Regions from separate parts of the Gossypium hirsutum genome. Here region 2 is linked to region 1. Evidence: chromatin contacts called from public Hi-C data. All regions are on one chromosome and are shown on one strand. The core of a region is the stretch at or near the end of the contact, and the rest is flanking DNA. Distances in the headings are between cores, read along the strand shown.

Region 1 (4,046 bases), core at 60-2,559:
TATAGAGTCGGGAAATAAATCTTAATCAAACTAAAGAACCCTGTCTGTGTTTCAGGAAGATTCTTGCAAGTGAGCAACTTAAGCAAATACCCAAAATCGTAGCCGCTATGAAAAGTCACCCAATGCACATTATCATTCAAAACAATCCCAGATGACATTAACAATTCACTGAAGTCATGAGAACTAATGCCCTTTTCTTTGTTCTTCTGAAAATCAATGCCACTTTGAGACAAAAGCTCAATGGAGTCATTAGCATAGACATCCTCATTAGGATCGAATTCGCGGAAATTGAATTGCCAAACACAGTATTTATCAGTTCCACAAGTAGGCAAATTCCCTTTGGCATCAGAGAAAGTAAGACCCAACTGAATCAGTTTCAAAAGATCAACATTTGCTTTCAAGGTTTGGTAATTGTAATCAAAACTGCTCTTGAAATTGCCTATTGGGCGTAGAACAATGCCCGGGAACTCAGTGTCCATAGCAATGAAGGGGTAATCATCCACAATATCTCGAATTAACTCGAATTCACAATTCAAATTCTCGTCCCAAACTTCCCTTATGTGAATTGATTCACTTTTCGGCAAAATCGACATCTTCCTTCGGAAAAAAAGAAAAAAAAAAAGTAACAAAGCTTTGATTTCTAGAACAACTATATAAAGGGAAACAAAAAACCAATTCTCCAGAATCTGCAAATAACAACATAAAAAACCATTTAAGTACGCATTTCTCCTTATCAACAGATAACAGTAACCCATATCTTGAAAATCCAATCAAAGCCTTCAAATTTCAAAAAAAATAGAAAGAAAAAAATGGACAATGAAGGTAAAGAACATGAGATCTTACCCTGGAAAACGTTGCAGCTGAGGGCAAAAAAATATATAAAAATGAGATTCGAATCGAAATCTGTAGGGGCTTTAGAAAGATGAAATGAATGACGGTAGGAGGAGGGTTTATGGATTCTTTTTTATGATATTTTTTCTTTTTTTGGTTTTCTTAAAGAAAATGACAAATTGAAATTTTGGGGGCGTATAAGTTTTCCTTTCTTCTTTTTTTTTTTTTAACAAAAATGGAATTTTATGGGATGAAGAAGATAAAGAAAGCTTTTATCCAAAAGCCTCCCTGTGCTTCACATTGTAACAGCATCAACATTGAAGAGATAAAATCATGAAGTGAGAGAAGAGAGAAAGACCAGGCGCTTTATATGACGAAGCTTTTATACCAATATACTTTTTTCACTTGCCTCCTCTGTTGCTTTCACCTTCCGCCATTGTATCGTTTCGGTTTTTATTTATTTATTTATATTGCATTATGTTTTTGGATTGTTTATGGATATTATTTATTATTATTTTATGTTTATTTTTGTTATATGGTGGTATACTATATGGAAGGTCCAATCCTACAAGGTCCAATTCGACTATCCGACCTAAACTATGGTGATATAATCCTCATGCCACTTCGATTTTGGAGTCTGAGCTTGTCAAGCCTTGACCTTGCAGGCCAAACTCAACAAGTTTGGCCCGAATGTCATGCTTTCAACTAATCATTGCATCCTTAAGACCCACACAATCTCAAGGAAATATATTGGGAAAATCCCTAAAGACACCCATCACCCATCACCCATCACCCATCACCCATCACCCATCACATGCAATAACTCACTCGTCTAGTCTTTTCTCGCCCACCTTTAAATTCTTGAAAATTTGATCATCTTTGTTTAAAATAAAGTGAGATGTTTAAAATTTAATAATATAATTTTAAATATAGTTTTTTTATAATTTAAATTTTATATTTATTCAAAAATATAATTATATTCCATAACTAATTTTTTAATCAATAAATCAAATAAATTTTATAACTTAAAATTTCACCATTTAATTTTTGAGTTTATCCAAAAACCACTTTTGAAAAATCTTGATTTTATTTTCTTTTAAATAAATAATATATAAAGTAAATTAGAAATCAGTATCAAAAAGGCTTTCATAGCTCAGTTGGTTAGAGCACCCGTTTAGTAAGCGGGAGGTCTTGAGTTCGACTCTCAATGAAAGCAATTTGCCTCCTTTTTGGCTATTCCCTGTTTTATGGGATTTCCTTCGTTGACAAATTCGCTACACTCTCGCGGTTGTCGGCGTTCGCAACCGCCATCAGAGTTCTAAAATTAAAACCCTAAAACCCAATTTCTCGTTAAACCAAATCCCTAATTCACCCGCTTTCTCCTTTCCCGCTCCTCGGCGGAGGCGATGGCGGAGCCACCGGAGTCGAGTCTCGCGACTGTTACCTCAAGATCTACGCTGTTAAAAAGCCCGACAAAGTCGACCCGAATGAGCAAAGGTTCGGTAAGTGACTCAATTGCGCTTTATCCAATGACCCCTTAAGAGAACCTTGCGTCATTGATAAACTAGGCAATATTTTTAACAAGGAAGCTCTTGTTCAAGCCCTAATTCACCCGCTTTCTCCTTTCCCGCTCCGCGGCGGAGGCGATCGCGGAGCCACCGGAGTCGAGTCTCGCGACTGTTACCTCAATATGTACGCTGTTAAAAAGCCCGACAAAGTCGACCCGAATGAGCAAAGGTTCGGTAAGTGACTCAATTATGCTTTATCCAATGACCCCTTAAGAAAACCTTGCGTCATTGATAAACTAGGCAATATTTTTAACAAGGAAGCTCTTGTTCAAGCTTTGTTGGGCAAGAAGTTTCCCAAAGGGTTCAGACATATTAAGGGGTTTAAAGGTATCATAATATTAAGTTGATGGTGCCGTGTTTCAGTGCCTGATTATGGGGCTTGAATTTAATGGGAAGTATAAGTTTTTTGCATTACAGAACTGCGGGCATGTGGTTAGTGCTAAGGCTTTGAAAGAGGTGAAGTCATCAGCTTGCTTGGTTTGCCATAAGGAGTTTGTGGAGTCTGATAAGGTGGTGATTAATGGGAGTGAGGCGGAGGTAGCTGCTTTGAGGGAGATGATGAAGGAAGAGAAGGCAAAAACGGTGAAGGGGAAGAAGAACGAGGGATGGATGTTCTGGATGGGGAGAAGGGTTTTAAGGGATTGAGTAATGGTGAGATCAAGAAGTTTAGAGCTGCGGATGCGGCACAGGCTCATGCTACTAAGGAAGTATATGCTTTGATATTAACTTCTTCGAAGAAGTCAGATTTAAGGAAACTTTTACGTGCAGATCACTCCCATTCGGTCGAAACTGATGATAGGCTGGTATTATTCTCTCTTCTATGCTAGTTCATGAAGGGAGAATATTGATGTTGTTTGAGTAGTATTTTTTAGGTTCTTATATGTATGTGTGTATTGAAACTAAATTTAGATATACTTGTTTAACCTAATTTTAGCGGGTATGTAATTTCGATTGATTGTGTAGTGTATTTTGGTAGACAACGTTGAATTTGGGCTTTGGTCCTCAAACATGGAGGAAAAGAGGAATGGGTGTTGGACATCGGGAGAAGGGCTTTAAAGGATTGAATAATGGTGGGATGAAGAAGTTTAGAGCTGCGGATATGGTGCCAGCTAATGCTACTTAGGAAGTTTATTCTTCCATATTTTACTACTTAGAAGAAGTCGGATTTTAAGGGAACTCTTACGTGTAGATCACTCCGCTGGGTTGAGACTGATGGAATGGTATGATTCTATTCCAAATTTTTGGGTTCTTATACATGTTGAAATTGAATTGTAATATACTTGTATGAACCTAATTTTAGTACATGTGTAAATTCAATTGATTATGAAGTGCATAACATGCTTTGTTGCTTGCTCTGATATGATGTATTTTGGAAGACTGTTGAGTTTGGTGTTTGTTTTTCAAGATAGGCCTTCTCTCCCTAGAAGCTATTGATTTCAGCAAAAGTGCAATCAGGTCGGAGAAATAATCAAGGCAAGAGATAGACAAGTCCTGGCAATCCCTAGGAAGTCTCATGAAAGGACCTTAGACGGAATAACATGTCAAGTCTAAAGCATGTAAATTTGTTTCATAAACTAAAGTATCAGTACGAATTAACCTATACATGATGCAGATGCTCTAACCTATTTCTAACATTTGAACATTTAA
Region 2 (4,104 bases), core at 1,067-3,566, 85 kb after region 1:
TGAATTGGAGGCAATTCAAACAAATTGATGAGTCCGTAAAACCTAGTTATACTTGTTAGTATTTGGTAGGTGTCTCTGTCTCTATCAGCATGGAAATGAATATGTTGGATTGAATTTCATGACATGACTCAATTTCAGATATGTTTCTTGACGAACTTGAATTCTCAGATTATGTTTCTTTGAAATTAGATGCTTTTAAACAATATTTCTGGGGCTAATATTTGATGAAGTAAAGCAGATTACAAAGTGCCCAGGAATCATCATTGACAGGTCCTTGGACAAAATTTTGCATCAGCCAGGTGGATTCTTGTTGATTAACACCTCAGCTTATTGCAAATAAGCTATCACTTGGCTGCTTAATTCAACCTTTAATAATCATCATTCCAGGTGATTATAGGATGTTTACAACCCTCTAAATAAATAATCATTTGTATTTGAAGATATATATCACAATTCGATCCAATCTGTTAGGATATGTTCTGAGAGTATAATTTGGAATTATTTCTTTCTTTCAAAGATACTCGTAATTTCTTTAAGCTTTTGTTACTTTCAAGTGCACTTTTCAAAGGCAGACCGTAACAATAGTCTTGTTCCATCCTCTCAAATTTTGAGAATTGATATTTTTAGAAAATTGTAAGTAACCCCTTAAAATTTTGAAAATTCTCATTAATCTCACAAAATTTTAAAAAATTTAATTCGACCCTAATTTTTTTCTTTAAAATTATTTTTTTATTAAGCCCTTAAAAATCTTTAAAAATTTTACTAAACTCCCTTTAAACTTAATCCTAATCCTAGAATCTGATTGTTGATATATGGTTTATAAATACAAAACTTTGGAAGAAATGTGGGTATAAAAAAATAATTTGGATTTATACTCTTACAACACTACTCAACCTGCTGAAAAGCTACGTGTTCAATGAAAGATTTGAATAGACTTTGATTATGTCATGGTTAGTTGTCCATACAAAGTGTTGGGGAGCCATGGGTTGTTGGTCTGGCTCCTTATAACATCCAGAGGATACCAACCATTAATCTAGGAAATAAATAAAAATAATACAAAATATCATATTGTACCAACATTTTTTAATTTCTTAATTGAATTAAAAGAATTATTAAAAAAACATTTTGGTTTAAAAAATAACAATCATTATAACAAATATACTTTTTTTTATTTTATACAAAATCTATAAAAGAAAGTACTTCAAATTAAAAAAATTTACAAATGGTGGAAATTGAATCTAAGATTAGAAAGATTCATTGGTTGAGGAGTCACATTTTGGTTGAGTTATTGTATGGTATTGACATGATCCATATTTATCCAAACTTAACTCTCGAAATATGGGTCTCAACTTTTGTTCAATTCTACTGACTTTTGTAAATAATTAACCTAAAAACACATTTTAAGCTCATCGATATTTCTTTTAAAGATTAATTTGTGCTAGTTTTAATTTAATGTTTATTAATCTTATATATTTTTATTAAAAATTTAAACATAGAAAAAATATTTTTTATTTTTTTAAAAGGTGAATACTCGACCAATAAATTTAAAATTTTATTCTTTTATTAAATATTTTTAGAAAATAAACACTCGACGAATAAAATCAGAATTTTGTTTTCTTACTAAATATATGCATGGTTCCATTTGCTTAACCTCCAATGCTCCGGAAAACGAAGAGTTTGAAGTTCAGGAGTACAAATTGGGCCAAAAGGTCAGGGTTTGACCGACCCAAGAAACAGCTAAAGTGGCGCCGCTGCACCGCTTTAACCTACTCTCCTTTTTTTTCTTTCTTTAGTTTTATTTTATTTTTCGCTTGGATACCCATACGTATATTTAAATGCACTAAAATTCTACGGGCAACCCCTATACTATTAATTTTGTGTAGATTGAATCCTTCTATTATTTCATTTATGGTTAAAATATGCCATAGATCCTTGTATTTTTTACCAATTTAGAAATTTAGTTCCTTTACTTTTATTTCCCAAAATTTAGTCCTTCTATGTTTTAGATTTCAAAATTTAAGTCTAATTGTTAGTAATGTTAATTTTTTATTAAACTTTCGTTAGTGAGCCATTTTGAAATAAAAAAATACTTATTTTGTAGCAATATAACTAAAAAAATAATATTTTAATAAATTTATATTTAATAAAATAATTTTAATAATGCTATCAATTGAACTTAAATTTTAAAATATGAAAAATAAGATTAAATTTCTAAAAATAAAAGTATAGGAACTTGCTCCTTATACTTAGTACCCAATAAACTTGGGCGGAAAACATAGTCCAACCAAATACCACTAGCCCACCAAGGGTTGGCCTCAAAGGCCCACGCCACCTAAGCTTTAGAGGGACCATCCCTCTCTGGAACGTCAATGTTCCTCCCATGTAAGAGTATCACGCTCTCAAAGCTCCCTCTTCAACAGCTCTCTCAATGCTTTAAAAAGCATACAGAGTTCTCCTAAGCAACTCAGTCAAATGCTTAGTCAAGCAAAGCATAAAAAGTATGAGGAAGCTAACGACTTTGAAAAATCGGACTAACTCAACAGCATCGACAGGGCAGGAGCCAAAAAGCCTATAAATAAGGTAGCATGTCTGCAGCAGAGGTAGGAGACCTCACCCTGCTACCTAACATTCTTATATACTTCATCCACTAAGCACAGTGCTGACTTAAGCATCGGGTTTTGACTTTTCTTTTCCCTTTGCAGATCTCTAACGAGCCTCATCACTAAAAATGACCTCAACAATTCGCGTTGTCTGTGGGAACCCTTTTTGGGAGCTATGGATTCTTCAGCCAAACTGCATGTTTAGATCCTTATCTATACCCATTTAAAAATATCACGTAGTGATGAAAATGAAAAATATTAATAATAGGAAGAATAATAATGTAAATTACCTATTTTTATTTTTATGAGTGGATAGTAGTAATGATTACTAATGATGATATACCTCCCACGGTTTCAAAATTTTGACATAAGTGTTACTTACAAGTGCCCTCTCCTGTTAATTTTTTATTATTTTATTTTTCCCAAGTCCTATTAACTTAAATATTGCTGTCGAGCGGTTTGTTTGTTCCCTTTTGATTGTATTAGTTTTCGAGCTGATTACTATTTGTTTATTTTTCTCTTCTATTAATTTTTTCTTTTTCCTTCATTCACTTTATATATTTTCTTTTTTCAGTTTCTAAATTTATTTTATAAATATTTTTGTTATTTTCACAAGTTATCATGGAGAGACACATTACTTCCCTTTTCGGAAACTGTTAGTAGTTCTTCGCTGGCTTGCTATTATATTTATATTTTGAAAATATTTTAAAATAATAAATAATTTCACGAGTCGATTTGAACTCATGTTGTCTTAAGTTTCATATGTTTTTTTTGTTTGTTTTCCATTGTTTAATAAATCTCACTTTTATAAGCTTTTGCCAGCTCTTATAGAACATGTTTCTCTTGTCGATTTATAAGTGTTTGTTTTCTCCAATTTGATAGATGCTAGGTTCTCTTGTCGATTTTTGCATGCTACTTTTGCCCATCCGAAGTTAAATTTTCTTATTGTATTAAATGTTTACAATTACTCTAAATATTTCGTATTTAAATTGTGACAAAATTAATCATCAACATGTTATAATATGCTATTGATACTAAAACTGAAGCTTTTACTAAGTCGATGGAGCGTATCCATCATTGCTTACAACAAATATTTGTTATGTTTTTTTTCCTCTAATTGTATACCCATAGAATGGATTAATAATTTTTCATTAAAATAAATATTGCTATAATTTTTGTTTTATTTAAATAAACAATGAGAATATAAAATAAAACTAAAATAATAGGAATTGTTTGCTAAATTTTAGGGCACAGGGCTCGAACCCATTTAGACAAGGAATCTAACCTCGTTTGTAACAAAAGGGATGGTTTGTTTTTTGTTTTTTTTTTTTTGGGTTATTGCTGAATGAATTAGTTTTGATGTTGAAAATATTAACTAAAGTTTTGAATATCAATTTTATTAATAAATAAGATTAAATTTAATTAGATTTTGAATGGAATTAAATTCTATTTGACCAGCTGAAAATTATAATATATATTTTTTAATGAATTATAAGAGAAAAGT

Evidence for each region. A called contact is a pair of places that touch in the nucleus more often than the background predicts.
Region 2: a contact with region 1 is called in a Hi-C map of leaf, with 2.4 times the contacts expected there. The contact joins the enhancer-like site here to the promoter of LOC121202911 in region 1. A contact is called at or near these places in 3 of 34 Hi-C or Micro-C datasets (anther and leaf).

Annotation. Positions count from the first base shown.
Region 1 is chrA07:3,304,009-3,308,054 of Gossypium_hirsutum_v2.1, forward strand. It overlaps LOC121202911 (probable CCR4-associated factor 1 homolog 7), which reads right to left and starts at 1,310. Exons shown (of 2, transcript XM_041117203.1): 1 at 844-1,310; 2 at 1-686. The coding sequence starts at 593. It overlaps TRNAT-AGU (transfer RNA threonine (anticodon AGU)), which reads left to right and starts at 1,974; the gene lies at 1,974-2,047. It also overlaps the pseudogene LOC107899822.
Region 2 is chrA07:3,388,160-3,392,263 of Gossypium_hirsutum_v2.1, forward strand. No RefSeq gene overlaps it. Among protein-coding and RNA genes, the nearest start is that of LOC107920305, 11 kb to the right of the region's middle. Within about 2 kb of position 2,317, at least 4 of the 9 cell types and tissues checked have an H3K27ac peak or open chromatin away from gene starts, as enhancers often do. A contact at or near this core is called in leaf, where this site is marked.